Regions from separate parts of the Mus musculus genome. Here all the other regions are linked to region 4. Evidence: chromatin contacts called from public HiChIP or PLAC-seq and promoter capture Hi-C data. All regions are on one chromosome and are shown on one strand. The core of a region is the stretch at or near the end of the contact, and the rest is flanking DNA. Distances in the headings are between cores, read along the strand shown.

Evidence for each region. HiChIP or PLAC-seq counts read pairs in DNA pulled down with a chosen protein or histone mark. Capture Hi-C pulls out chosen DNA fragments and counts their contacts.
Region 1: a promoter capture Hi-C map of liver shows a contact between it and region 4. The contact joins the promoter of Grhl3 here to the promoter of Il22ra1 in region 4. A contact is called at or near these places in 3 of 115 datasets of contacts at active chromatin or transcription factors (embryonic stem cells and pancreatic cancer cells) and 1 of 9 other capture datasets (liver).
Region 2: a contact with region 4 is called in an HNF4G HiChIP or PLAC-seq map of pancreatic cancer cells. The contact joins the promoter of Nipal3 here to the promoter of Il22ra1 in region 4. A contact is called at or near these places in 9 of 39 promoter capture datasets (the C10 cell line, the HPC-7 cell line, cranial neural crest and 6 more), 13 of 115 datasets of contacts at active chromatin or transcription factors (astrocytes, craniofacial prominence, embryonic basal ganglia and 6 more) and 2 of 9 other capture datasets (adipose tissue and liver).
Region 3: an H3K4me3 HiChIP or PLAC-seq map of embryonic stem cells shows a contact between it and region 4, with 4 times the contacts expected there. The contact joins the promoter of Hmgcl here to the promoter of Il22ra1 in region 4. A contact is called at or near these places in 6 of 484 Hi-C or Micro-C datasets (the G1E-ER4 cell line, cardiomyocytes, embryonic stem cells and 2 more), 2 of 115 datasets of contacts at active chromatin or transcription factors (embryonic stem cells and pancreatic cancer cells) and 1 of 9 other capture datasets (pancreatic islet).
Region 5: a contact with region 4 is called in an H3K4me3 HiChIP or PLAC-seq map of intestinal crypt epithelium, with 7 times the contacts expected there. The contact joins the enhancer-like site here to the promoter of Il22ra1 in region 4. A contact is called at or near these places in 9 of 39 promoter capture datasets (the C10 cell line, the HPC-7 cell line, cranial neural crest and 6 more), 2 of 15 datasets of contacts at CTCF or cohesin (large pre-B cells and pro-B cells), 6 of 484 Hi-C or Micro-C datasets (bone marrow-derived macrophages, cerebral cortex, embryonic stem cells and 2 more), 7 of 115 datasets of contacts at active chromatin or transcription factors (embryonic basal ganglia, embryonic midbrain, embryonic stem cells and 2 more) and 1 of 9 other capture datasets (liver).

What each region holds. Positions count from the first base shown.
Region 1 is chr4:135,569,501-135,575,449 of GRCm38.p6, forward strand. Grhl3 (grainyhead like transcription factor 3) reads right to left here and starts at 4,132. Exons shown (of 16, transcript NM_001013756.2): 1 at 3,908-4,132. The coding sequence starts at 3,924. Gm30888 (a long non-coding RNA gene) reads left to right here and starts at 4,080. Exons shown (of 3, transcript XR_390832.2): 1 at 4,080-4,148.
Region 2 is chr4:135,492,454-135,497,908 of GRCm38.p6, forward strand. Nipal3 (NIPA-like domain containing 3) reads right to left here and starts at 2,125. Exons shown (of 12, transcript NM_028995.4): 1 at 1,977-2,125. Stpg1 (sperm tail PG rich repeat containing 1) reads left to right here and starts at 3,534. Exons shown (of 9, transcript NM_030189.3): 1 at 3,534-3,693.
Region 3 is chr4:135,943,199-135,948,419 of GRCm38.p6, forward strand. Hmgcl (3-hydroxy-3-methylglutaryl-Coenzyme A lyase) reads left to right here and starts at 3,250. Exons shown (of 9, transcript NM_008254.3): 1 at 3,250-3,342. The coding sequence starts at 3,283.
Region 4 is chr4:135,724,462-135,730,245 of GRCm38.p6, forward strand. It overlaps Il22ra1 (interleukin 22 receptor, alpha 1), which reads left to right and starts at 3,698. Exons shown (of 7, transcript NM_178257.2): 1 at 3,698-3,801. The coding sequence starts at 3,759.
Region 5 is chr4:135,516,898-135,522,411 of GRCm38.p6, forward strand. It overlaps Stpg1 (sperm tail PG rich repeat containing 1), which reads left to right. Exons shown (of 9, transcript NM_030189.3): 5 at 2,375-2,545. Among named protein-coding and RNA genes, the nearest start is that of Stpg1, 24 kb to the left of the region's middle. Within about 2 kb of position 1,469, at least 18 of the 459 cell types and tissues checked have an H3K27ac peak or open chromatin away from gene starts, as enhancers often do. A contact at or near this core is called in intestinal crypt epithelium, liver and trophoblast stem cells, where this site is marked.

The sequences.
Region 1 (5,949 bases), core at 2,882-5,381, 150 kb before region 4:
GCATATCCAAGTTCCCACGTGAGGACCAGCCAGGGACCTCTTTTATTTACTTACTTTTAGTGGTGGGGCTGGGGTTTGAGCTCAGCGCCTGTACGTGCCAGGTAAATGCTCTAACTGAGCTAACCCCCCCTCCTCACGGCAACTACGTTTGGAGATTGGTGTTATGGATGAGCCAATAATAATTATTTCTTACAAATAATAACTCTCTCTTCCCTTGCCTCATTTCAAAAGTTACACAGGCTTGTAAAACTCAAGTATATAAAATACGAGTCGGGTGTGGCGGTGCACACCTGTAATCCCAACCTTGAAGAAGCTGAGGCAGGAGGATCGTGAGTTGAAAGTCGGTCTGAGTTACCTACGTTCCAGACAGGTTACACAGAGGCAAGGTCTCGTATACATACATACATACATACATACATACATAGCAGGGAACCTACAGGAAAAACGAAAGGCAGGGTCGATCTACATCTTATACCTAATGTCCAGGCTTAGAAACTTTAGTCTGGTTGGATCCAGAGGAGAGCCTGGCTCTTCCATGAAATCTTGGCTACTCAATGTCACTGAATACACACCCATCCCTCTTGGGATTACCAAAAGGGACAAAATAGATATGCTGATTAAGCGCTAGCAAGAGTCTGGGTCTCGGGGATCGGGGCCACTGTCAGTCTTTTTGTGACTGCATGGGGCTAGCACGCTTCCCAGACCTTGCTTACAGGCGCAGCTGCCTCCGTTAACACCCCTCCCCCCGCCCCTCTTGCTCCCGCCCCCGCTCCGCCCCGTTTTACAGCCCGAGCTTAATGAGGGCTTTTAACTTTTCATTCACCAGCCGCGTAACTCCGACTTTTAATAACACACCTCCTGCACGACAAAAATTTGCTCCTGGCAATCATGGTTTCGACCACAAAACCGCAGCGGGGCGGCGCTCCGAGTTAACTCTTTCAGCGCTGCGGGCCTAAGGGGGAGGGGGAGGCGTTGTGAGCCCTCTAGCCTAGGGCCACCCTCAGTGGCCACTCTCCAGTCTCTGTTACCGATGGCAGAGGGTCCGGGCTGTGGGGATGCAGAGGCCAGGGCGCTGAGGCATGGTGCCCCCGGAATGGACCTACTGTGTATGAAAGGTAGTGAAACCTTCCATCCTTCATCAGGTGTCTTAGACAGCCTTGTACACAGTAGGACACTGCGGAGGGTCTGAAGAGGCCAGTGGTCACCAAGAATCTGGCTCTCAAGAGAGCCACAGTCTCCAGTCTAGGTCAGGGCCTGTGCCAGACCGCCCACTTAGCCAGGCCCATGGTGGGCAGTGTGGAGGTTCAGGTTGTTTTTCCTGGGGAGTCCGAAGCTAGCGCTCCAGGAACCCTTGCAGCCAGCCCCCGCCACTGGGTACTGCTAGGCTGTGGGCTGGAAGCAGGGTGGCTGACAGAGGTGCCAGGCGCTGGGTCTGACCACATGAAAGGCCAGGTGCTCACCACCCACCAGCTGCCTGGAGCTGGTTTCTGACTTACATTGGCCAGCCTTTCCAGGGCCACCTCCCTGTGGAGGCCTAGGACCGCGCTGGGGTGGGGTGGGGAGGTGGTCTGCCACCACAGCTCAGTGTTTCCCTGTCAGGTAGGTGGGTTCTTAGTGGACACTTCACTCAGGAGAAAGCCGAGAGTCAGCAAGGGCAGACTCACTCAGTTTGATTTGAAGCAGATGCGGACCTGACTTTTCACTAATGCCCCAGGGCTGACAAGTTGTTTATTCTCTGAGGGCTGGAGATGTCTGCTTGTCCTAGTAGGATATTCCAGCCAAGGTCACAGTAAGAACAAGGCCACAACAGCAGCAGCAGCAGCAGCAGCAGCTTAAAACACACATCCACACACACACACTCACAGGCACTTGTTGGCATCAGGACCTCTCAAACCTATGACTCCACAGGCACTTACAACACACTCGAACACACACAGACACACCCATACACATATACGTGTGTGTGCACACACACTCAAGCATGCCCACAACATGTTCTCTCTCTCTCTCTCTCTCTCTCTCTCTCTCTCTCTCACACACACACACACACACACACACACACACACACACACACTCACAGGCAACCTCAGACTCCCCAGTTCTCAGAGTGGCTGAGCCCCCAGGTCAATCACTGTAATCTCCAATGGTAGCTTCAAAGTTGACCTGCATTACTCAGCAGGCACAGGCTTTCCTGAACGGAGAAGCCTCTTCTGTCAGCCCATCCGACTTCCAACCCAAACCATTCAGGACACTAGCAGAAAACCTGTTCCGTAAGCCAGCTTCTCCATAGCCCCTGAGGAGAAACCTGAAAAGATTCTCTCTGCAGCCTCCGCAGGCAGCTGTAATTGGCATGCGTGAGTGTGCTGGAGACGTGTGTCTCAAGTGTGTGTGTGTGTGTGTGTGTGTGTGTGTGTGTGTGTGTGTAAAGCATAGAAAAATAAAAAGCAAGAAAGCTTCAGAAATGCCCAATTATTAATGTCTCCACAAAGGGAGAAAGGCATTATTAGCATGTTCCCTAACAGGCTTTAAATCAATCACTGTCATAAAACTGAACCCTGTAAGGACTGCCACTTGGTCACAGCACGCACAGTCCAGGAGATGCAGGCTTGGGTCACTCAGATAATAAGTTCAGGGGTTGGGGCTTGAATCTGGGCCCTAACACTGTGTTTCTATTTTTACTTTAATTGGGGTTCAACTGTCAAAACAGTGTCCTGAGAATCTATTAAAAAAGAAACCTGATGCTTGTAACCATAGTGGTTGGACAGTAGATGTGGCTGTTCAAGCCGGACACACCCCAGAGCTAGCCGGTACATGGGTTCCTGTCTGCAGTTAGGACCCATCAATTCTGCCTGCAAGCGTTTGAGTTCTTAACCTGCTGAGGAAAAGCTCCAAAGAGAGAGACAGAGAAGGGGAGGAAACAACAAGAGGGTCACTGCTAAAGAGGGGAGAAAGGGGAAGTCTGTTTCTTTCCTGCTAGCTCCTTGCCCACAACTTAAAGCGACTCACACCCTCGACTTCTGTCTTCTCCAACATCTGTACCTGATACTGAGGCTGAGAGTGAGGTCAGCGTCAGCCAGTCAAGGGATTCTAGATCCCAGATGTGGGCAGGAATGCACCTGCCTCTCGCCAGACAACACAGATGACCTCACCAAAATCTAGTCCTCGGCTTCCCCAGCGTTAGCACTGCCTCTGGATAAAACTGACCACAATTTATTGAACGCAACTTCAGACCCCTTTCTCTTTGGTAAGCATTTTTACAGCTTTCAGCACACCTAAGAACTCTACAAAGTTCTCTTGTTCCAAATTTCCAAATCAGGAAAATGAAGCTCAGATAAGTCCAACGACTTTTTAAGAATGAACAGCGGAGGAGAGACGGAGCCTGGGTTTGAACCTAAGGAAAGCCACTACAGAGCCCATGTATACAGCCATTACACTATAGTAGCCAGATCGCTTGGGACTGTTCCAACTCAACATAAAGGACCTTTAGAGAAACTCAACTCTTTGCATAAGACAGCTCTGAGAACCACCTCCAAGACGTTCCCTTTGGCAAGAGGAGAGAAAGCTTCCCTGGGGCGGGAGTGTCTCTGATTTCCAAGGCACCTCCAGAGTATCAAAAAGCGATGCCAAGATTCACGGTTTCAGGCAGCCCGGGTGTTTGCCTTCCTCGAAACTGCTCAGCACAGAGAGAAAGAAAAACTATTTTCCCAGGGAAACAGTCAGCTCTAGATAGAGAGCTGAACGTGCCTCAACACGCTAAGGCAGGATCGTCAGCCCATTCATTCACCCTTACAAATTGCCGTGTGAATCCGGGCGCCCGGCCTCCCTTGCTCTTCCCTCTGCAGGGAATCCCAGCCAGCCTCGGTGTGCTGGGGAGGCCGGGAGGCCAGACATCCGTGGCTTTACTCACTCAAGTTCATTCGACATCTTCCTTCTCCGAGGTTCCAGCGATCCGTCTCTGGTTGGCTCGCAGGCGCTGCTGACCACTCGTCTCTTAATTCTCCTCTGACACAGACATTCCCTTCCTGCCCGGGGAAGCGTTTGCTCTACGTTGCGCTTTGGATGTTGAGATTTTGCTGACAGCGGTCCCCGGCTGCGGTGGCGCTGATTGGCTGGAAGCACAGGTGCCGACTGCAGCTAGACCACAGCAGGTGCAGATGTTAACTTTTGGCCCACCAGCAGGGGCGGAGCTCCGGGGGGCTGACTGGGTGGAGCCGGCCAATTCCTTCTTAGCTGAGGGGGTGAGGGGGTGGAGACGAGGGAAAAGGGAGGAGACAAACGTTGGGAAGGAACGGGAGAACTAGAGGAAAAATACAGACAGGTACTTGGCTCAAAGGGAAATCTCTGTCCATCTCATCGCTCGGATCCTGGATCCCACAAACATCTCCCCACAGACACCATATCTCTTTATAGTCACCTTCTCTACCCGGAAAATTTCACGGAAGAGAGCAGGTAGCTCTCTGTGAGTCCCCTCTCTTTTCTCCAGAACTTTCCCCTTCGGGTAACAAACACCACAGGTTCTAGTCTTGTTAGCTAAGTGATTTCTTCCTATTCTCCCAGTAACCAGCTAGGAAGGACTTTCTGTCAACTCTCCCTTCCACCCCAACCAACCCCATGCCCTCTACAGGTGATCGAGGAAATGTAGGTTGGAGAGGCAGGGTGCCTTGCCTAAGGGTGAGAGCCAGTGTCAGAGACCCGTTCAGTCATCTGGGAGACTAGCTACTCCTTGAGTTGAAGTTGGTGGCCTCAGTTGACAGGGGACATTTACTAAGTACCGAGTGTGCAAGGTCTCCTCGCTCTGGGTTCTGGGGCAATAGCGGGGAAAGAAAATGCTGGTTTCTATTCAGGAGGAGCCCCCCCTCCCCCAATGTGCATGAGTGTGTGTGTGTGTGTGTGTGTGTGTGTGAGAGAGAGAGAGAGAGAGAGAGAGAGAGAGAGAGAGAGATGGGGTGGGGAATCAGGGAATTAGGGCAGGGCAGCCTTTCATCTTGTGCGATGCCAATCTGAACGGGATGTGGGCAGACCACATGCCTCTGGCCAGCCCAGAAAGGATGGAAAAGTTGAAGGTGGTTGCCTCAGGAGTCTTAGCTGGCCAGTACACTGTAAGTGCTCTGTGCTAGGCACTCAGGAGATGCCTCTTAGGCGAGGGGATGGTGGGGGATGGGCTATGAACAACCTAGGGTGGTCATCCCCAAATGCCCACAAGTACCAGCAGAAACAGAGAGCTTCCATGGGGTTCATAGGAAAAGAGATCTAAGCTGCGAATCTTGGAATCTCATGCTTACTCTTTTACCAATACCCTCAGCCCCGCCCCCATGCCCACTCTCCCCATCCCCCACTCTCCCAACCATCCCCCCCCACTCCACCCCCAGTTCATTGCTCATTCTTCCTGGGTACCTCACCTTGAGCGTTCCTCTGGAGGAAAGGTGACTTTACCCTGAGAAGCCCTATCTGATAACTCAGGAGGGCCTGCTTAGGATGGGCTACCGGGCTTGAAGACTGATCGGAGTCCTTTCCCATTGGAATCTGTTTGAGGGCTACCCCTAAGGAGCCCTGAGGTTAGCTAAGGACCATGGTGATTGCTAACACGGCTAGCTCTCTCTCCAGTAATGCTTGTGAGAACAGACATCCAGCCCTCAGGTTTCACATGGCTTTATTCTGTTCCCTGCAAAGCCCTTCCGGATTTTCTCACATCATCAGGTGTCTATCTCCCTTCCCTCTGGAACGTGAGTTCCGTAGGAGCAAGAGGCCTTGTCTGCCTTGGTTACTCTCCAGCACTGGCTTAGGTGTCTGGCTCCCAGTAGGTGCTGTGAATGTTGCGTAGATCAGGTATCGTGCCAAGCCTTCTTTATGCATCATGTCAATACCCAAAGTGAGTCAGGCACTTTGCTATCATCCCGTGAGATGAGGGGACCGGGATGCAGATCACTCACTATAGCTGAAGGCAGCGGC
Region 2 (5,455 bases), core at 875-3,374, 230 kb before region 4:
CAGGTTACCCCCAGCTTTTAAGCCAGTTTCCTTAGCTGTAAAACGTGACTCATGTTTCTGTGCCACGGGCTGCGCGGAAATCCGATGGGATGTGGTGTGCTAAGGTGCACAGAAGACAGCTTGGTGGAGCCAGTTCCTTCCATCCTACATAGTGGTCCTGGGGATTGAACTCAACTCATTAAGCTTAACCGCAACTACCCTGACCCACTAAGCCATCTTGTGGGCCCACTCCCCAGTGTAACCCTATAGGGTTCATTCATACATCTATGCTCTTAGCTCCCAGGCATCTACCCAAGAAAGAGTTGAGGGCCTAGGTTTTAAAAACCTGCGCATCACATAGTTTCTAGTTCCCTCTACCTCCTGTTCCACACCTAGGAAAAGCAACAGCATGCACTGATGTCACAAGACAGACAGGCACAGACACCAAATGCCAGCTTAGTACAGGGCAGCCATGAAGACCTCTCTGCCCAGGTTGCACCTTGTCAAAGGGCCTAAAGTTAAGTTGTTGCTGCTGCTATCATTTGAGACAGTATTTCTGCAAGATGCCTCCCATATGTTTTTTGATATGTTAGATCCAATGCATATAGGATCAACTGGGAACCATAATTTTCTGGGAAGACTGGGAGGGCATAATTATAATTACTCTTGGATTAGACTGCATGTGTGTGAAAGCAACTCTGTGTTAAATGTCTGTATCTCTGTCCTGACATCGTTAATATGGGGGTGCTCGAGAGCTCCTTCTACCTGGGAGAGACCTAGGGCTGCTTCCAGCCTGGAGTTGAGGGGGCCCTGGATTGAAGGCACCTGTCAGGTCCTCTGCTGTTCCTGGAAACCTAGCTCAGAGCCTGGCAAGGTAACTTGCATAGATGCCCACTCGACCAAATGTAATGCCCATGATACACTGTGGTTTAAAAAAAGAATGCCTTACTCAGAACCCATGGCCACAAACAGATATACCCAGCCCCACCCACAGGATGTCAGAAAATGCAAACAGGCCTTGGGAACCAGCTAGGGAGGACAGCAGGTTGTCTCCCCCCACCGCACCCCTCTGTGTGTGTGTGTGTGTGTGTGTGTGTTGAGTCACTGGCTTTTAAACAGTAGCTTCAACTCCCCTCTCTACCCAGGGAACCCCCAGAGCTCTGAATACCCAAAGACAGAGGGAGGAAGATTCTCCTTGAACTGCCGTGTAGCATCACCCCAAAGCCTCCGTGGACTCTGTAAGTTGCATTCCCTTATAAGGCTCACACTTTGGCCTGGTGATGGTTTATTGTTGGTCCAAGGCTGACATATGTCCAAGAGGCACACAGCCAAGCCAGTGTTGACAATCACAGTCACAGTTTATGGTCACTGACCCAAGAGAATTCACAAAGTGCTTGCTTCCACTCGAATCCCCCGGCCTCATCTAAATGAATAACTCCGTTAACCCCACCGAGCAAGTCTTCCAGCGAGCATAACAGCCTCGCGGCCATGAAATTGGCTGTAACTAAAAACAAGGGTGTGTGTGTGTGTCCGCGCGCGCCCCCCCGCGTGCGTGCATGGAGGTCTTGTCACCACCTGACGATTCAGTTTGACCAAAGAACGTCGGTTTCATGCCAAGCTTTTCTTTCCCGGGGCTTTTGAGCACTGAGGGGTGACATTCTCGGAGAGACACACCTCTGTTTCAGTACCAAGCACAGAGCTCCCTCCATCCACCTGCCAGTCGCACCGGCTATTTCCTGCACGCTGGAGCCGGCAGTACTGGCCTTCCACTTCCTCATCTGGTAACGCCCAGCATCTCCTTCATTAAGGCAAACCCGTGCCCACCCTCCTTGAAAATATGGAAGAGACAAAAAAAAAAAAAAAAAAAAAAAATCGGAGGCAACAGAACCCAAACTGACAAGGCTGGCAACAACAAGGGAGACTATATTTATACTAGGGGATCAAAACAGCAAGCCTGATTTCAAGTACCCCTTCCCTCAGTCATGACCGTGACTCACCCGGGACGTTCCTTCTAGATCCACCTATCCCAGGTTCCGGAGAAGCGACTCGGACACTCCGTGCCACCCCTAGGTACAGCCTCTTGGATCCCTTCCCAGCTCCGAGTTTCCAAGGGGCTGCAGTGTTTTGCTTTCAAAGGTGGAGACTTGATTTGTTACACTGCCTGCCAGTCCCAAGCTGGCGAAGCCTCTGCGCAGGCGAGTGGTTGTCGGGAGGGGATGGGCGGGACATCCTGAAATAATTGGCTGCGTCGCCAAGCTCGCTTGAAGCGTAGGGGCGACCTGACACTCACCTGGAGGAGTCCCCTCTAGCGGCCAAAGGAAGAAGTCCGGGCTGCTTTGGTCCCCAAGTTATGGCTGCTCACCTCCACCTGCCGGACAAGTAGGCTGGGCTTAAGCAGCCCGCCTGGTGTCCCCCCGCAGTCTGCGCTAACTGCCACCGACCGTCCCGGGCGGCGCCCCTGCTGCTTCCATCAGGTAGCTCCAGTATCGAAACCCAGCAGAGCCCTGACACGTCTCGGGGACCGTGCGTACCCCTTCTTTCCTGCGCCTGCGTCCCACCTGTTGGCTGTATTGCGTCCTTAATTTCCCGGTACGCCTGCAGCTCAGCAGCCCCGGTAGGCTGTCAATCATCCTAGTAGTCCCGTCCCCCCCCCCGCACCCCTCCCCCGCCCGCTGCTGTTTCCCAGGGGTTCGGCTGTGAGCATGAACCTGCGCGTGGAGCTTCCAGCGCGCTCATTTTTCAGCACGCGCCGTTCAGTCCAGAGCCGCACAGCAACCTCTGGGGGAGATGTTGAGATCACACAGGTTTTACGAGGAAATGACATTGGGGAGACCTCAGCGATGGAAACGCGGTAGAACTGGGAGGGAGAGTTTAAGAGAGGATGGAGCTGCCATATTGTATTATGGGAGATGCCCAAAGACCAACTGGGTCGGTGCGAGATTTTTTTTTTTTTTCTTGAGGCGTGGGTGGCAGGAGATGTGATCTGAGGAACAAGCGGGAGACAGTTTCTAACAGGGGACTATCCCATAATTTTAAAGAAGACGCTGGTGGGTTTAAGCCGGGCTGTGGCTAGGCACTGTGGCTGCGGTGAAACGGGTAAGGGGCTCTTGGAATACTGCACGGTTGCCCTTGGGGAATTATGTCATCGACCTTTCTGCTCTCACACTCAGGGTGTGGATGGATGGGTAGGAACACTTGGGTTTATTCCTTCGATGAGTCACAAAAACAACAAACCAAACAAACCCAACAACCAAACAAAACCGAAACAATCAAACAAACAAACAAACAAGAAAAGGGAACTGAACCCCAGAAACAAAAACCCTAATAGTTAGTTCCCTGCCTAACAGGTTCTCCTTAGCATTGTCAATCCGAACCCCAAAATTCTGGTAGCTTTTTTTGTTGGTTTTTGAAACGTCTCCAACGATTGGTCAACAGCTTTTCACATTAAAGACACAGAGGACACCCCTGGCTAGTTAGCCAGTTGCCTGCCGCCGGACTCTGGAATGTTAGGCCAGTGGTTGCCATAGCGACCGGGCGGGAGGGATAGATTGACTAGTTAGGAACCAGTTCCTGTTAAGGGACCGGTCCTTGAGGTCTTGAGGAGGATTCCGCGCACTCCATGGGACACCCACGGAGACCTCCATACTCCGGGTGCGTGCGGAATCTCTGTGGCCAGTTGGGTGGTGCCTCGGATGCCAGAAGGTGCCACTTGGGGTACGAGTGGGTCAGCTTAAGCCCTCAGTGTACCAACGTGAAAAGAGCTCCCCCTTGGGCCCGGTGAATGGTTGGACATCTGATGCCCCTACTTCAGTCTTTGAGGGGGTCTCAGAACTGGGCGGTGGGTGAACCTCCAAGAGCCAGCTCTAACAGAACCCTTTTGGTACTCCCGCGTCTTCCTCAGCAAGTCTTTATTCTGGACTCCATTTTGGCCAAATGAAAGGGTGAGACTGGCTTCTCGAAGCCACTAACCAGTTGGTACAGTTCCATGTAGGCCTTGAACACACTCTCTCACCAAGCAAAATAGCTAATGGGTCAATCTCCTGGGGCTTTGAAAGGTCTTTTGAATCTCCTGTGCCTTCCACTATCCTTTAGTAGGGATGTTTCAAGTTGGAGGAAATCAGGCTAGACCGTGACCATCCGTCATGACCCATCAAGTGCAGGAGGCTCACCTGGCAAGCAGCATCCTGGGCAGAGCTAGGTTATATCTGTTCTCTACCAACTGTACCAGCATTCCATGGAAGACTGGAAAGCAAGATAGATACTTGTTTCCTTCTGGTGGTAGAATAATGTACTCTTTGACAGTTTTATACTTTCTTAAAATTTTCCAAAAATTTGATAATTTGCGTGAGAAGCATAATTTTAAAAATCTCTTGCAACTTTTAAAAAATAGATTATTTTAATTTTATGTACATTGGTGTTTTGACTGCATGTGTGTCTGTGTGAAGGTTGTCAGATTGCCCCTGGAACAGGAGTTATAGTTGTGAGCTGCCATGTTCATGAGAATTGAACTCTTAACCTCTCTCTGAGTCATCTCTCCAGCCCCGAATTTTTTTTCTTTAAAGACAAAGTCTCACTATGTAGTCCTGGCTAGCTTGGAAAGCTCTATTTAAACCAGGCTGGCCTTAGGCTCACAGAGATCCATCCACCTTTTCATGTTGGCATTAAAGGAGAAAACATCACTCCAAAATTTTTTGTTGTCATTTAAAAAAATTAATTTTCACTTTATGAATATGGATATTTTTCTCTGTCTGTCTGTTTCTGTAGCACACACAGGCCTGGTGCCTGTGGTGGCCAGGAAAGGGAGATTATCAGGTCTGTTTACACTGGAGCTATATAATGGCTTGGGGCCTCCATATGAATGCTTAGAATGGAACTCAGGCCCTCTGGAAAACCAGTCAGTGCCCTTCACCACTAGGCCATCTCTCCAGCCCTGTTGCTTTGTTTTGTGAGATAGGGGTCTGGACATATGATCCAAGCTGGCCTAGAACTCAGCGTGTAGATCGGGCTATCCTTGAACTTCTGATCCTCTCGCCTCTATTTCAAAGTGCTTGGATTACACGTCCCACTGCTGTTGCTGCCGAACAAACCAGGGCTTTGTCTTCATGAGACACCATTCCCAGCGTTCTCCAACAGCAGCGTCCTTAACGGGAGGGCTAAAAAATGGTCCTTACTAAAACAGCAAGGTCACACGGCAATGCGGTTAGTGAATACTGGCTGCTTTCAGAGACAGTAAAAGGCACTGTTCTCTGGTCAGTATTGATCGCTGTTTGGAAATATCTTAATGTTTTAAAGCCATAGTTTCCCGTGATCTTATTAAATGTTAAAATCTTAGATTATACAAATTGCCCTCGCGAAGAAGAATCCATCAAGGAACACACAGTGAAGAAGAAAGTTCTAGACGGACTTAAAATTGCTTACTCAATTCCCCCATTCACTAAGATTTAGAGACAGGGAGAGTTCCTTAGGGCGTATGGGT
Region 3 (5,221 bases), core at 2,000-4,499, 220 kb after region 4:
AATTAAAGAATTAAGACGCAGTGGAGATGAGTTGCCAGGAGTCTTTGGAGGTCCCAGTGGAGCCTCATATGATACTGGGAAAGTCAGGGTGCCCTCTTGGGGTTCTCAGTTTCATTAATAAAATTTAAGAACAAGCGCAAACAGAGTTGTAAGCACAAAGAACTAACTCAAACCAAAGCTGAGGGCAATGGATTAGTTTGAAAGAAGCCTAGGGCAGATGAGCTGTGTACCCCACAGCTTCCTGGAAGGAAGGAAGGAAGAGGATGGAGAGGAGACTGAGCCAATATCGAGGCTCCTGGCTAGAGATAAGGCAGGAGGCCAGATGCCTGGAGGCAGCCACAGCCTAGGGACCAGAGCCCAGTAAAAAAGGACAAGGAAACCCGAACTGTTTGGGAGCCTCCCTGCAGCTTAGGCTCTGGAGCAGCATCCGAGAGCCAAGAAATGGTCCTGCCAAAAAAGAGGAGGAAGGGACTGTGGGAGGCGACTACACCTCTCAAGTCAGGGGCTTAGACTAGATCCAGTGGAGACTAGACCTCATGGTGGCTTACAAGGCCAGTGGGGACTGCATTAGGGGTGGGAATTCTAGGAAGGAAAACAACATCTTCCTAGGAGTGTCCCCTAGCCAGATCCTGCCACATCGGCTAAACCCTTTAAGGGCCTGACTCCACCTAGAGGTGGCTGCTTTCTTCCAGTGGGATTGCAGGTGCAGGCTGCCATCCCAGGCCTCTTGGCTTCCTTTCCAATGTAGGTTTTGTTCTCAGTATCATTTCAGCCCTAAGAATGCTTTCTGTTCCAGCGTGTGCATGTGTGTGCCTGCAGGCACAGGCACTCCAGGAATCACGTCTCAGATGTTAAATTGTGGCCTCAGGTGTGCTTTACCCACTGAGCCATCTAACTGACCCCATTCTATTTTTGAACCTGTGTTTGTTTGTTTGTTTGTTTGGAGACAGGGTCTTTCTTTGTAGTCCTGGCTGGCCTAGAACTCACAGAGATCCTTCTACTTCTGCCTCCAAAGTGCTAGGATTAAAGATACGTGCCACCGGGCTGAAGAGATGGCTCAGCAGTTAAGAGCATTGTCTGTTCTTCCAGAGGTCCTGAGTTCAATTCCCAGCAACCACATGGTGGCTCATAACCATCTGTAATGGGATCTGATGCCTTCTTCTGGTGTCTCTGAATACAGCTACAGTGCACAATTAAAACAAGAGTCCCATGTAGCTCAGGCTGTCCTCAAATTTACCATGTAGCTGAGGCTAGCCTTGAACTCCTAATCTTCCTGCATTTAGCTCCTAAGTGCTGATATTGCATGCTTACACTCTGAGCAGGGGGCTTATAAAGGGGAAAGGCACAACTTTGGTACTTCTCATTGATGTAGCTGTGATGGCTGTTAGCAAGCATGACAGGATATGAACTTTTAGTAAGAATAAGGAGGCAGGTGGGTTTCTGAGTTTGAGGCCAGCCTGGTCTACAGAGTGAGTTCCAGGACAGCCAGGGCTATACAGAGAAACCCTGTCTGGGGAAAAAAAAAAAAAAAAAAAGGGAGCCAGGTGGTGGTGGCGCATACTTTTAACCCTAGCATTTGGGAGGCAGAGGCAGGTGGATCTCTGAGTTTGAAACCAGCCTGATCTACAGAGTGAATTCCAAGACAGCTAGAGATACATAGAGAAACCCTGTCTCGGAAAAACAAAAACAAAACAAAAACCAAAAAACAGGGCTGGTGAGATGGCTCAGCAAGTAAGAGTCTGAAGGTCCGGAGTTCAAATCCCAGCAACCACACAGTGACTCACAACCACCCGTAATGAGATCTGACGGCCTCTTCTGGGCAGGAGTGAGTGGGGTGGGCCGGAGAAAGCAGAGGTCCTAAATTCAATTCCCAACAACCACATGAAGGCTCACAACCATCTGTACAGCTACACTGTACTCATATACATAAAATAAGTAAATATTAAAAAAAAAACAAAGTAGAGGTGGAGACAGGTTTGTTTTTGCTTGATGGGAGCAGAAAGCCTTGTGGTTACAAAAGCAGGCCAGAGCAGGTTAGCAAAAATTCCTGTAAGTGCCTGAGGGTCAAGCTGACCTCAATGTCAGCCCAAGGTCAGGTCAGGATTTAGCAAAGATGTTTTTCTTGCTTCACTCTTATGGCCTCACAGGTGTTCTACATAGACTTACATGTAGGCAAAACAGCCATGCACATGAAGTAAATACACTAGTAATAATTTAAAACTTTGGTGGCCATCGTGGCACATATCTTTAACTCCAGCACTTAGTAGGCAGAAGTAGAGGCAGGCAGATCTCTGAGTTTAGGTCAGCCTGGTCTACATGGAGTATATGAGTACACTATAGCTGTACATATGGTTGTGAGCCTTCATGTGGTTGTTGGAAATTTAATTTTAGGACATCTGCTCGCTCTAGTCGGCCACCACTCACTCAGGCCCAAAGATTTATTTAATAAGTACATGGTCGCTGTCTTCAGACATACCAGAAGAGGGCCAGATCTCACTACAGGTGGTTGTGAGCCACCATTTGAACTCGGGACCTTCGGGAAAGCAGTCAGTGCTCTTACCCGCTGAGCCATCTCACCAGCTCCACAGTGAACCTTTATATTCTACTTTGTGACCTTAACCTTTGGGGCGGGATCTGCGCCATTCTGCATGATGCACACGCATGTTTAGTCATTTGAAGACTTCCCCACTGAGGCTGAGGACGGGAAGACAAGAAGGAAGTAAGACAGTGTATACACAGGGACACAATGATTTCCTAATGGCTAGCTTCAGGGTTTCACAAGTCACCCGAGCACCAGTAGTAGCCCCTAGAAGCCCACAGTTATAGCAGTCCTTCGCTAACCTAGGCCTTCTTGCCTTCCCTGTTCCTTTAAGACTAAAGGAGCCATCGGCTTGGCCCACCAGCTTCCCAGTCATCTTCAACCCCAACACGCCCTGGGAACACAACGCCTTTCAGAAGGCAGATAAATGGCCCTGGATTGGAACCGGGCGTGATTTAAGACGTGGGGGAAGCAGGTGGAGGTGAAAAAAATCTCGGGATCTACACATGGGCTGTCAAATGTCATGGCTCTTCATGGGACACGTGTTCAGAAAATCATGGAGTGGGCATGATTGGAGGGTAGAGCTACTTAGAGGGGAGTAGGAAAAGAAAACAGACAGGCTGAGGGGAGGAACCAAACTGGGAGCCTCACAAGAGGAGCGATGCACCGCCTCCGGCCCTAACCACGCCCACAGAGGGATCGGCGGTCACGTGGTGCCCAGTGGGTTGGCCTCCGGAGTGAAGATGGCGTCAGTGAGGAAGGCTTTCCCGCGGAGGCTGGTGGGCTTGACGTCCCTCCGGGCTGTAAGTGCTCCCCAGGCGGGTGACAGTCATGGGATCGGGCGGGCCTCCTCAGCTGCTGTGACAGGCGGAGGAGCGGGACCGCTCGAGGGACTGTTGCCGGGAGGATTTGAGAGTTCCGGACCCAGCCGGTCTGGCTCAGATCCATTGCAAGAAACGGGGAAACTGAGGCGGCGGGAAGAGAATCGACCCGCTGTGACTGTGGAGACCGGGGACACCATCCTGGGCGTCCTACCTCCCTTACGGTGACCCTGACTCCTTCCCCTATTTGAGCTTCGGATCTCTCCGGCCCTTCATTAGTGGAAAACAGTGTTCAGTGTGGGAAACACAAGCATCCCTGTCTGCCGCCTTACTCGGCCCTTGTTGCTTTTATGGACGCCTGGGGAGAACTTGGATCGCGTGGGCCGGACAGGGATTCCCTCAGAACTGTCCTTTGGGCATGTTTGGTCCTGGCATTCTGACCACGCGCAGTTATTTGAAGGAAGGGGGGGGGGGCAAAAAGAGCTGTGCTGGCTAAACCGCAAACTGGTGTCCGGGTGATCTGCCACTTTCTAGGCTGAGTGACAGAGGTGTGTACTCAGCTTGCTTATACGTAAAATGCAGAGTCTCAGGATGATTTAGTGAGTGACCAGTCAGTCGGTGGTGGTGCTTTGTGAGAGTTGGACTTAGGAGCGATCAGCGCCAGCGTCACTGCTACACCCTCAGCTCTGTGATGGCGCTGTTACGATTTTATGTTGGGGAGTTTAGGCATTGTATTAGCACTTGGAAAAACTACTTTCCTTGCAGCTCGTGGGTGCCTCTCAGAAAGCCCAGAAAGCCACTTCTGGCCGGGCATGGTGGCTCACGCCTTTAATCCCAGCACTCGGGAGGCAGAGGCAGGCGGATTTCTGAGTTCGAGGGGAGCCTGGTCTACAAAGCGAGTTCCAGGACAGCCAGGACTACACAGAGAAACCCTGTGTCGAAAGAAACAAAAACAAAAAAAAAACAAAAAAAAAAAAAAACAAAAACAAAAAAAATGGGAAAGAAAAAGAAAGCCACTTCTGCATCTTTAGTCTACCCACTTCCAATGATTGCTCAGGGATCAAATGAAAAGGCAAATATCAACGTGAAAAGTTAAGGAAATAAACCCGAGGGGGAGAGGGGGAGAGAATGAGAATTAAGTAACATGGTGGGTCATAATATCTATCTATCTATCTATCTATCTATCTAAGACAAAGTTTCTTTCTATATAACTTTGGTATTCACTACATAGACCAGGCTAGCTTCAAACTCAGAGCCTGCTATGACTCTGGGCTTACAGGCATGGACCACCATGCCCAGCTAGGGATAATTTTTACAAACTAGTGTGAGGAAATGATCCCTCATGAGTCTTATGGCACAAGATGGCACTTTTATTTCATTTGGTTTGGTTTGGTTGTTCCGTTTTTGGTTTGGTTTGGTTTTTAAAGGCAGGCTTACTCATCCTTGGCTGTCTGGACTCAATTAGTAGACCAGGCTGGCTTTGAACTCACAGAGATCTACTTGCCTCTGCCTCCCAAGTCCTGGGATTATTAAAGGGATTAAAGGCATGCACCACCAGGTGAGCTATCTGACTTGGGTCTGAGAACCCTACTCAGATCTTCTGTGGAGCCATCTCTTCGACCCTGGGCTTTTTAAAAATTTCTCACATATCTCAGGCTGACCTCAAGTTTGCTGTGTAGCAACTTGAAAGCAGCCATGAGCTTCTGATTCCCCCTGCTTCCATCTCCCAAGCGCTGGGCCTCAGGCCTCGGGCCGCGAGCCACCACACCTGGCTGGGTTGTTGTGTTTAGAGCTGTGTGCTGGAGGAAGTGGAACTAAGTTCACTGTGTTCCAGAAAAGGAAGTTGGAAGCAGGCTCTGCT
Region 4 (5,784 bases), core at 2,448-4,947:
CATGGTTGGGAGCACTGAGGTAAGCATGGTGCTGGGGCATAGCTAAGAGTTACATCCTGATCTACAAGCAGAGAGAGAGAGAGTCAGAGAGACAGAGACAGAGAGAGACAAAGAGAGATACAAAGACACAGAGGGAGAGACACACAGAAGAGACACATAGAGAGAAACAGAGAGACAGGGAGAGAGAGACAGACAGAGAAAGACAGAGCAAGAGAGACAGAGAGAGACACACACAGAGACACAGAGACACAGAGAGACAGGGAGAGAGTGTGTCTGGGCTTGGCATGGGTTTTTGAGAACTCAAAGCACACCCCCAGTGACATACTTCCTTCAACAGACCACACCTCCTAATCCTTCTAATCCTAACAAAGAGTTTCACTCCATGGTGATTAAGTGTTCAAATATCTGTCCTATGGGGCCATCCCCTTCCCCTATCACAGTGGGTTTAAATCCAACGAGGCTGACAATCAAGAGTAACCATTGCATCTTACTTTGGATGGAAACCATTATTTATTTAACCAAAGCCCCATTTTGAAACATTGAGTGCCATTTTGCTCTTGTGGGATCTCTCTCTCTCTCTCTCTCTCTCACACACACACACACACACACACACACAAGATAGTGTTTCAATTTTACTTTTTAAATTATGTTGTTGGTTTGTATGTGTGCTTGTGGGAGCCATGTGTGCCATGGCAGCTGAGTGTGGGGTTCAGTAGGAACTGCTGTGTTCTGTGTGAGTTGCTCCCAGGGATCCAGCTCAGGTTGTTTGGCTAGGTAGTAAGTGTCTTTCCCTGCAGAGCCCAAATTCCCTAACATTCTACTTCCTGATCTAGTTCGCCTTATGTTGCTGTGATGAAAACCATGACCAAAAGCAACCTGGGAAGGAAGGCAGCTGGTTCAGCTTACACTTCCAGGCCACAGCCTATCCCTGAAGTCCTGATCTGAGTTCTGAGTGCTGACTTCCTCACTGGCTCCTGCTCAGCTAGCTTGGCTTCCTCACACAACCCAGGCCCACCTGCCTAGGGATGGTGCTGCCCACAGTGGGCTGGGCTCTCCCATACCAATCATTATCCAAACCTATTTTTCACAGACATGGCTGCAGGCCAATCTGATCTGGGCAATTAATCCTTCAGCTGAGAATCCCTCAGATGATTCTAGGCTATGGCGAGCACACAGTCAATGGGACACCTGCCCTCATTCCTGCACAGACCTAGACAGAGCGAGAAAACATCAGATTCCTTCCTCTTCTGCACCACAGAAACCCCAAGGAAAGCCTTTCTGGCAGCTTGTCCTCTTGGCCAGTCATCTCGGCATACCACTGTCGCCTCTCACCATGGGTCTTCTTGGAACACTGTAACCCAGGCCTCAGGATGGAATCTTCCTACCCCAGCTTGTCCTTAAAGTCATTGAAGCCCCTTTCTATACCATAGTCCATTGCCAAGAGACTTTACTACAAAGGAGTTGGTTCTCAAGTGAAAAGAGACCGTGGGTCCCGTCATAACTAGGAAGCAGCCAGCATCCCCACAGAAAAGTGCTATCCCGCCCTTCCACCAATAGGAGAGGACAAAGGGGCCTGATACCTGTGTCCTCAGTTGTCTTTTGAGTTTTGTTTTGGTTGGCTGATTTTGGGTTTGTTTGTTTTGGTTTATTTTTTTTGTTTTTGGTTTGATTTGGGTTTGGTTTGGTTTGGTTTGTTGTTGTTGTTTGCTTTTGTTTGTTTTTGCATTGGTTTTGTTTGGTTGACTTTGTTTCATTTTGGTTTTGGTTTGGTTTGGTTGTTGTTTGGTTTTTGGTTTGTTGTGGTTTTGGTTTGGTTTGGTCAGTGTAACATAGAGTAGGGTCACTTGACAGGAGGGAATCTCAAGCATGGTAATAGCAACACCACCAGTGATTTTTCTCCATCAGGCGTGCCAGCAAGCTGCACCACTCTGTGGCTCCTGTGTCAGCTCCCACCTCCAGGTTTCTGCCCTGTGTGAGTTCCTACCTTGGCTTGCCTCAGTGCTGGGCTGCAACCTGTGAGCTATGAAACCCTTCCCACGGTGTTTTCAGCTTCGGTGGTTATCTCAGCACGGAGAACAAACTGGGACAGTACCAGGGCTGGAAAAACATGGTTGGAAGGATTCCAGAGGAGACACAGCCGCTGCTGGCGTGCCACCCAGTGGGGTCACAGTGAATGAGAAGCACCTGGCTTCTCCAGCGTGCATCCAGAGCCTCCCTCGGCCTCAGCCTATCAGGACGCAGCTGGCAATGCTGAGAAATGTCGTCTCTACAAATGATGGAGAGCAAAGATCTGGCTCTCGGGTTAGATACACTTGAGCAGAGCTTCAGTGCTCACGGTTATAACACAGAGAAGAAAACTAAGCCCAGGTTCCCATGGATCAGAACCCATTCCGCCTAAAACGCTGATCCCAGGGCCAAGGGCCCAGCTCAGTGTGACTTACTGCGTTCTCATGTGAAGTGAATTAGGTTGACCCGAACCTTGGCCTGGTTCTGCAGTTGATAATGGGGCCAGGCAAATGTGCTACAAAGCATGGACCTTTATCACATGCACCCTAAACCTAACCCAAATAGCTTCTTACATCATCTCCGGGGCCCGGCAACGAGGTCCACCCCGGTGTGCATGGACACTGATGTCCGGGACGGCTCTTCGAGGTGGCAGAGAGCTGGGGAAGCATTTTCCACCTTCATCCTCCAATCTAAAGTCCTGCCCCACTGCCTCCCCTCGAATGCGGCAGGAAGAATCCCCCTTTGTTAAGATTCCCTTTCTCTGTGTGCCTGCACATGCGCGTTTGTGTGAGCGGGCGCAGACTCCCGCGAGGAGCTTGGAGGACGCCATAAGCATCAGTACTAGCTCCCATTGTCTTTGAGACAGCATCACTTGGTGCCCACTGCTGCAAATGCAGGCTAGGAGAACCACCGCTCTCTAGAGATCCCCCTGTTTCTGCCTTCGATCCACTCACAGAAGTGCTGGGATTACAGACACTTGGACTTCACGTCCATCTGTCCAATCCACCTTCACTTAGGTTCTGAGGGTCTTCACACTTGCTTGAAAACACTCTACCCACTGAGTCATCTGGACTCCAGTCCCTCCCCGCACCCCCACCCCCTTTTATAGATTCTTTGTCCAAGATTCCGGCTGAAGATTGCCTGGGCCTCCCACCTCAGCAGCCTTGCCAGGAGGAGGCTGTTCCAACCACACTGCTCAGCCCCCGGGGAGGAAAAGGGCGCACTGAGCTCCCTGCAATTCCACCAGCGAGAATCAAGCCAAGAAGTCATTGTTGAAGGTATTCTCTTACTCATGTCCTGTTCTTTTCCTTGGGATAAATCCTCTTGTAATGGAATTATTAGGACAGACGATATGCAACACACCCGGGGCAGGCTTTGATATGAGCCAATTACGGACTGATAAGACTGCTCTTCGGCCTTGCCTTTCCTAACTCTCTGGTGCACGGCCGCACCACCAGGGGCCTTGGGATGAATCAGTCACCAGACCAGATAAACAAGCCCTTCCGCTGCTGGTGCCTTGTCTGCACCCAAGAAAGGAACCTCCCTTGGATCTCGCCCAGGTCCTGGAATTCCTCAGCACCCGACTAGGCACCTTTGTACCCCTGCCCCCACGAGCCCAGGTCTTACTCTGCTCTCCTCTCCCCGCCCTGGGCTGGGCGGGGCCAGCTGCCAAAGCGGCAAGACTTCACACACACCCCAGCCTCTGTGCAGGGGTCCAGAGCCGAGGCCCGAAGGGGCCCTGGAGGGACCCAATGAAGACACTACTGACCATCCTGACGGTGGGATCCCTGGCCGGTAAGTACCTCTCGACCTGTCCTCAGATCCTCCTACCCCAGCAGCTAGGGAGCACAGTTGCCTATTCCTGCCCCATGAGTCTCTTAGCAGCCAGTTTCATTTTCTTCCCGGCTGGCACTGGACTGGGTGGCAAGTTTTCCTGGAGATGGAGATGACCTGGTCCAGGTAGCTGGAGAGAAGAGAGTACCCCAGACCTGGCTTCCTAAAGGGTCTCAGTTGACCTTCAAGTATGCAGACATTGATTGACCAGCTGTCTGAACTCAGGGTGCTGAGTAGGTAGAGTCTTGGCCTCAGGGGTGCCGCTTCATGCTCTGTTTATCATTCAAGAGGGGACAACAGGCTAGATAAAGCTGGTGTCAGGCTACTGTCTCCATCCATGTCTCCTCACGCCCCTCTGGCTGGATCAGTAAAAAACAGGTCTCTCCAGCAGCCGCCAGAAGGCTGCAATAAGTCACTAGAGTGTCCGTGCAAATGCGACTAAGGACTATGGCTGTCAGGTCTCATCAAATAAACTTTGGGGTTCATACCTGTGAGACATGAGACAGGGGCTTGATCTGTTCTCCTGAATGGAATCCAGGGCTTCTCTCTCAGGAGGCAGGGCTGAGGCATGTTGGAAGGAAATGGTCCAGCCATCTCATGGACCTTCTTGCTTAGTAGTGCATAATACGGTCCCTAAAGACACACACTTGCAGCCAGGTGGTCTTTAATCCCAGCGCTCAGGAGGCAGAGGCAGGTAGATGTCAGCCTGGTCTACAGAGGGAGTAGCCAGGACAGGGATAGAGAAACCCTATCTTGAAAAACAAGAGAGACAGAGACAGAGAGAGATCGCAAGAGCACTGCTCTGGCTCCTATTGCCCAAACAGTGTGTATGCATCCTTAGCATCGGCAAAGCTTCTTTCCAGCCCTTGGCAGACTGCGAAGATTAGATGCAGTCCCCAAATTCTCTGAAGCATCTTCTTTTACATCCCAGGGTGGAGCCATGGATCTCCTGACCCATTAAGATGGAGGGAAAAGGGGGCAGAAAGGAGCCCTGTGGTGCAGAACCCTAGCCTTAGCCACAGACACAGGCTCCGGCCCCAGCTCTCTGGCTGGCTCCAGGTCACTGTAGATGGTGCGTTTCTCCTTAGCTCCTAGGGCAGCTGATACATTGTTTTTCCACACAGATGTGAAACTTGTCTTTTATAAAGCCGCCAGACAGCCAGACTCCCCACCACAGGTCTCCTTTTCCAGGTTTCACAATGTAGACTTTCAACCAGGAAGTGTAGGGACAACACAGGCGGGGAAGTGGACAGATTTAAAGAGGGAAAAAGAGGAGGAGGGAGAAGAAGGCTGATTAATGCCCTAAGCTAGGAGAGGCTCTGCCAAGATCACTTAGCCCACTTCAGAAAACCCTCCTCCGTTCCTCCCCTCCCCTGCTGTCCCCCCCCCCAATTCTTTATTGGGGTATGCAAGCCTCAGCCCCCAGCTTCTCCTAGCCTAGACATCCTACTCAGGACTGTCCTAGTACCAGCATGCTCTGCAGCAGAGTCTAACCATAGGAGGGGAGGTTAAACTCACTGCAGACAAACCCCAGCCTTCTCTCAAATCTACCCCCTCTCTCCTGCCTGGGGCTCACCCCCATGTCCACCCAAAGGCCACAGTTCAAGCCTACATTCCTTCTGCTGGTCTCTCTAACCCCAGCCTATGAACCCCAGCAGAGTGCTCTAGAACTGGCCTCGCATCTGCTCAGCCCAGGATCCAAGCAGAATGCTATTCACATCTCAGGGCGACTCGGCTCAGATGTCACATTGGGTAAAAGTAGTGGGAACACTCGAACCCTGTCCCCGAGGTCCCACTGTGTGAGCTTCAGGGAGGACTGGAGAACAAAGATGGCCACAGCTGCTGCCCCAGACTGACCCAGATTCAGGGAGGTGTGACCAGGGGACCTGCAGCTGTAGGGATGGGCCGTTCCCATCTTCTGCCCTCCTCACCCCTGCAGCCCAC
Region 5 (5,514 bases), core at 219-2,718, 210 kb before region 4:
CAGAGTGTTACACAATCCAATCAGGTCTTTCACCTCTTTAAAAAAAAATGACCCAGAAGAAAGGAGAGGGGGGACGTCTCTCCCTTCGCTGGCCCTAAGATTCAGCTTTATATTTCTTGTTTTAAATACAAGGCTTGTTTTTAACTATGTGTGTTGAGTCGGGGGAGGGACGGAGAAGCTAAGGCACAAAGGAGTTGCAGATACCTGCAGAGGCCAGCAGAGGGCACCAGGTCCCTAGAAACTGGATGCTTGATGTGGGTGCCAGGAATAGAGTCCAGGCCCTCTCCTGAAGTGCTAGGATGTCTGAGCCCCAGCCTTACACTTGTAAATGTGTGAGTTCCTTGGGACGGGGGTCCTAAGGGTTTGTAATACCTGGCTGCAGCCCACATTGTCCAACCTCAATGAGAGACAGAGAGCCTTTCCCCCACTTCCGGATCCGGAGACTCAGGGAATTCAAGCCTCCCGCCTCAGAGGGAGATCATAAGAGCCCAGGAGGAATGTGTTCAGGGTGAGGCCACCCCGAAATGTCCGTGGGCTTATAAACGCGACACACTTCCTCATGACTGTCATGGGGACAACACCCAACCTTTTGTCACCCCTCAAAGTTCAAATGATATAAAGCACCCACCTCACTAAGGCATTCCGAGTTTTTATTCTAGAATCTTCTACAACCAGGAAGCTAAATGAGGCAGATGGGTGGGGACTTTGGTGGCCTTTCTGGGTTGCCACTGCACAGTGGATTTCATATGTGTTGGGAGAAGTTCTCCAGTGGCAGCATGGGGTCGAGTGGAGACCACAGGCCTGACAGAGAAATGCAGGGGAGTGGGTGTTGCCAACACTAATCCTGTTATGGTACCTCAGCGAACTCGGTGTCACTGGAAAGTTTCTAGAACACCCCACCCCAGCCCCCAAACATAAAAGCAATAAATCTCTGAAGGCAAGAAAGACACCAGGATGGGAAAGAAACGCTCGCAATTTCTCTAGGGCAGAGCCCGCTGATCTCTCTTTTGGACGCCATGGCTGATCTTGGTCACCAGATGGAGGCAAGACTGCCTGGCTGAACGAACATGTCGGTCCCACACCACTTTACTAGCAGAGTTGAATTTCTTGGTAAAGGATTGGCCAAAAACCAAAGGCTGCTGCAGGTTTAGTCTTTGCTGCTGAGAACACTGGGGAGCGCCGCAACCAGAGCTTGGGTTTGAACCCGGGTTAGAATCAGACTAGCACAGCCTGGCTTCTGCCGAAACTCCTACCCTCATACCACCGTGGAGAGCCACCCCCACGAGCCCTCTCCCCTGTGTGTATGTGGCTATTAACCTCCACGGAATGGAGAATCCCCACGGCAGTGTTCCCGAGCCTTTCACTGTAAAGCCATGGGAACGCTCTTGTTTTATCAGACTCTAATACCAGCCACGCTGTCATAGGGCAAAGAGATGTTATCATCGAGTTTCTGTGACTTTTGCCCCCATTCATTTGGCAAACACGAATTGTGTTTGTTTTTGAACTGAAAATACTTTATTGTGCTCTCCCGGAAGGGATGGGATCGGTTCTGTTGAAGCATAGGTCTTTTAGGGTTTTATTGCTGTTTATTTGCTGTTGGTCTGGGTGATAATTATTTATTTATTATTTTTGAGACAGTGTCTCACTGTGTAGCTCAGGCTGGCCTCAAATTTGCAGTCACCCTGTCTCTGCCTCCTGAATCCTGAACCACACGTGTGTGCCACTAAACCCGGCAAGAACACAGTAGGGAGAGGAGGCGTGAGCAAGCGGCCTTCTCTGAGCCTCCCTGTCCCTCCCTGAAGCAGCTCCATGAGAACGCCATGGAGAGCAGTCTTACCTTTCCTGTCTCGGGAGTCACCCCACAGCTGATGAGGCGGGCGTAGTGGTGGGGCACAGGACACTGTGAAAATGTGACGCCAGGAAAGTCACTCTCTCCAGGTCCCAAACAGGTGACGAATACTTTGAGTTAGTTTACAGAAGTTGGAACAGGTCTGAACTTGCATTTCCCAAGATTGAGCCCTCAAAGCTCGAGGTCTGATTACCCCTGGCACCTGCTACGGTCTCGCCTCTTAAGGAAAAACATGCTTGTAAGCTGGGCATGGTGGCTAGTGCCCCACACCCCGGCACTCCCAAAGCGAGGCAGCAGGAAGGCTCCAAGGCTGAGGCTAGCCTATGTAAGGCTGAAGCTAGCCTGAGCTATATACAGTGAGCTCTAGGTCGACTTGGGCTACAGACTGAGGCCCTGTATCAACAAATAATCAGACAAACAAGCAAACCAACAAGCAAATAACAATGGTCAGGGACCTTTGCTTTTGACCTGTCTTTCCCGGCCCCTGGGTCGATTGGCAATGCTAATCCTCCTCCTCTTCCTCAGTGTGCCCGGCTGGGCCCCATCATTTCTAAAAATCCCGCTGCCAACGCGTATACCATCCGGTCAGACTTGGCTTCCAAGAAGGACTTCAGCAATTCCTGTTCCAGCATGTTCCAGCTGCCAAGCTTCATGAAAGTGGAAAAATCTGAAACCCCTGCCCCAAACCATTACAATGTAAGGTCACCGCTGCCCTTGTCCAGTGTCTGTGTGGAGAGGGTGGGCTGCCAACGGGGCAGGGAGGGGCTCAAGGCATGGGGAAACAGGATTTTTTTTTTTTTATTGTAAGTACACTGTAGCTGTCAGACACTCCAGAAGAGGGCGTCAGATCTTGTTACAGATGGTTGTGAACCACCATGTGGTTGCTGGGATTTGAACTCTGGACCTTCGGAAGAGCAGTCGGGTGCTCTTACCCACTGAGCCATCTCACCAGCCCGGGGAAACAGGATTTTAACACCGGAGGTCAGACAGTGAGCATTTATGAGCATGCTGGGGCAGGGGCGGGGTGACCGTGGTTGCAAGAATCTGAATCGTAGGTAACGATGGTGGGTGGCAGGGGCTTCAAGAAGCCCGCTTCTCCCACTCACCCCTGTGTAGACTAGTGTGTCAGGGACGCGATTGTCCCCTGGCATAGCAGGTATATACATACGTACTGCTTCAGCCACCGACATTATTCCTTTACTTTTTAGAATCTGATAAGATAAAACCCAGCTTCTTTTTATTATCTGAAAGTTGCCAATGTTCCGGATGCTGCTGGCTTTGGTTGTGAGACAAGATCTCACTATGTAACTTTCACTGTCCTGGAACTTGCTGTGTAGTCAAGGCTGGCCTCGAATGAGCAGAGATCTCTACCTGTCTCTGTCTCCTCAGTGTTGAAATGAAAGGTGTCTGGAATGGTGTGTGTGTGTGTGTGTGTGTGTGTGTGTGTGTGTGTATTTACATGTGAACTCAAATGTGTGTGAGGGAGCAAGTATCTAAGTGTGTTGACGTGCACACAAGCTCCAGTGTATGTGCTAACATTGGTGCTCTAGGCAGAATAGGGTGAGTGGGAAAGGGTACCTGAAGGAAGTTTGGGCTCAGGTCTCCATTTTGCCACTATCTATGCCTTGCCTATGCTCCACCAGTCTTTTCAAGACTCAGTTTGTTGATCTGTAGAATGGGGGGGTATATGTGTTTGTCTACCAGATTTGATGAAGATACTCAGTAGGAGAACCTAGGTTAAGGAATGAGAGCAGCACCTGGCACAAAGGCCTGCGCAATAGCCCTCAGGGGAGCGGGGGAGCTGTCCTTGGTTAGTCATGGGGTCTGTGGCGCCACAACGGTAAAATAAAATCAATGACGTTTGTCTTGGGAGGCTGTGGGGGAAAGTCAGGCAGACCACAAACCCATGCGAAAGCTCTGAAGTCAGGGTGTGGCCCACACAGAATTCTGGTGAACTTGGCGAAGGGCTGCTTTTCAAAAGCCTGCTCTCAGATACCTCATTCTCGAGGGCCTCTCTTGAAAGACGGTCTGTAAGTCACCATTATCCACATGGCTTCTGCCCACTCTGTGTGAGTAAGCTGGTCAACTGTAAAATGCGCAGAGCGGAGGACAGGGCGGCAGCAGGGAGAGGGGAACTACCAGGTTAGGACTTGGCAGTAGCAAATTGATGGAGGACAGCTGGGTCATTTAGAAATTTCTAGTAGCAGTGTACAGAGCTAAAAAGGAACAGGTGAAGTTAACTTGGTAATATAGCTCACTTAACCCAGCAGATCCAAGATGTCCTTGTTTTGACACCAATCACACAGAGATGATAGGCGATTACTAATGAGCCATCTCGAGGGGAGTCTTTGCAGTCTGGTGTGTATCTGCTCTATGCAGCCTGCCTTAAGTTTGGATCAGTCAAGTTTCCAGGGCTGATTGTGGATACTCTCTTGGTCATGCTGTTCTAGAATGTTCCCCTGGAATAGCTGGACCCTAATGATGACCACGTGATGGTGGCAGCAGGGGTTTGCATGGGCGGAGTCAGCTGGACCTCCAATCACAAAGTCCTTGCATTCATTCCTCACAGAACACTGTATTTAATGGATCGCCTGATTCCGGCTCACAGTAGGAGATGCTAAGATGTGTATGGGGAGAGTGTGGAGGTATACCTGCCTTCAGTTTCCCAGCTTAGTGTTTCCACACACTCGTACATATACAGGAACACCACATACACATATGCAGAGAGAGAGACAGAGAGGAGAGACAGAGAGACTGAGAGAGAGGAGAGAGACAGAGAGAGAGACACGCACACACAGAGAGACGAGAGACCGAGAGAGACAGAGACAGGAGAGAGAGGGACAGAGACAGACAGACAGACAGAGAGACCAAGGAGAGAGAAAGACAGAGACAGACAGACAGACCAAGGAGAGAGAGAGACAGAGACAGGAGAGGGACAGAGACAGACAGACAGACAGAGAGACCAAGGAGAGAGAAAGACAGAGACAGACAGACAGACCAAAGAGAGAGAGAGACAGAGAGAGGGGAGAGAGAAAGAGAAAGAGAGAGAGAGAGAGAGAGAGAGAGAGAGAGAGCTAGCTTTAAGGGAGATAAACATTTGGAACCTGAGAAGGTAGGTACAGTTTGGGGGTTGAAGTACCTATGCCCTTTAGACTGAGTAGTCAGAGAAACATCAGAGGCTGAGACCCACGATTGGAGGGAAGTCCAGAGGGAAGAGCATATGCAAAGGTCCTGAGACAGGAAAGGAGTTGGTTCATCAGGGACTGTAGGGTCAGAGGGTGATCTGAGCCAGGAGGCTGCAAGAGGAAAGAGAGCACACAGGCAGACAGTGGCTATCTCAGTCTATCCCTGAAGATCCCAGGGAGAGTTTGGGCTTGTTCTCTGTGCCCTGGGAGACTCCCGATGGGCAGCGAGAAGGGTAGGACATAACCTGAGGAAGATTCTAGAACACCTCCTCCAGCCTGCACTGTGGGTTCTGAGACGCGACGATTCAGGTTTTCAGGAGAAAGGAAATGTGTGTCTAGGAGTGATCTGCACAGGAGCAAGGCATTCAGAGAGAGCCAGGCCACCTGGGAGCCAGGCTCAGCTCTGTCACTGTGAGCACCCCTCTGTGTCCTAGGTTGCAGCAGAAGGGTGACATAGCTCGAGCCAGGCCTGGGTGCTTC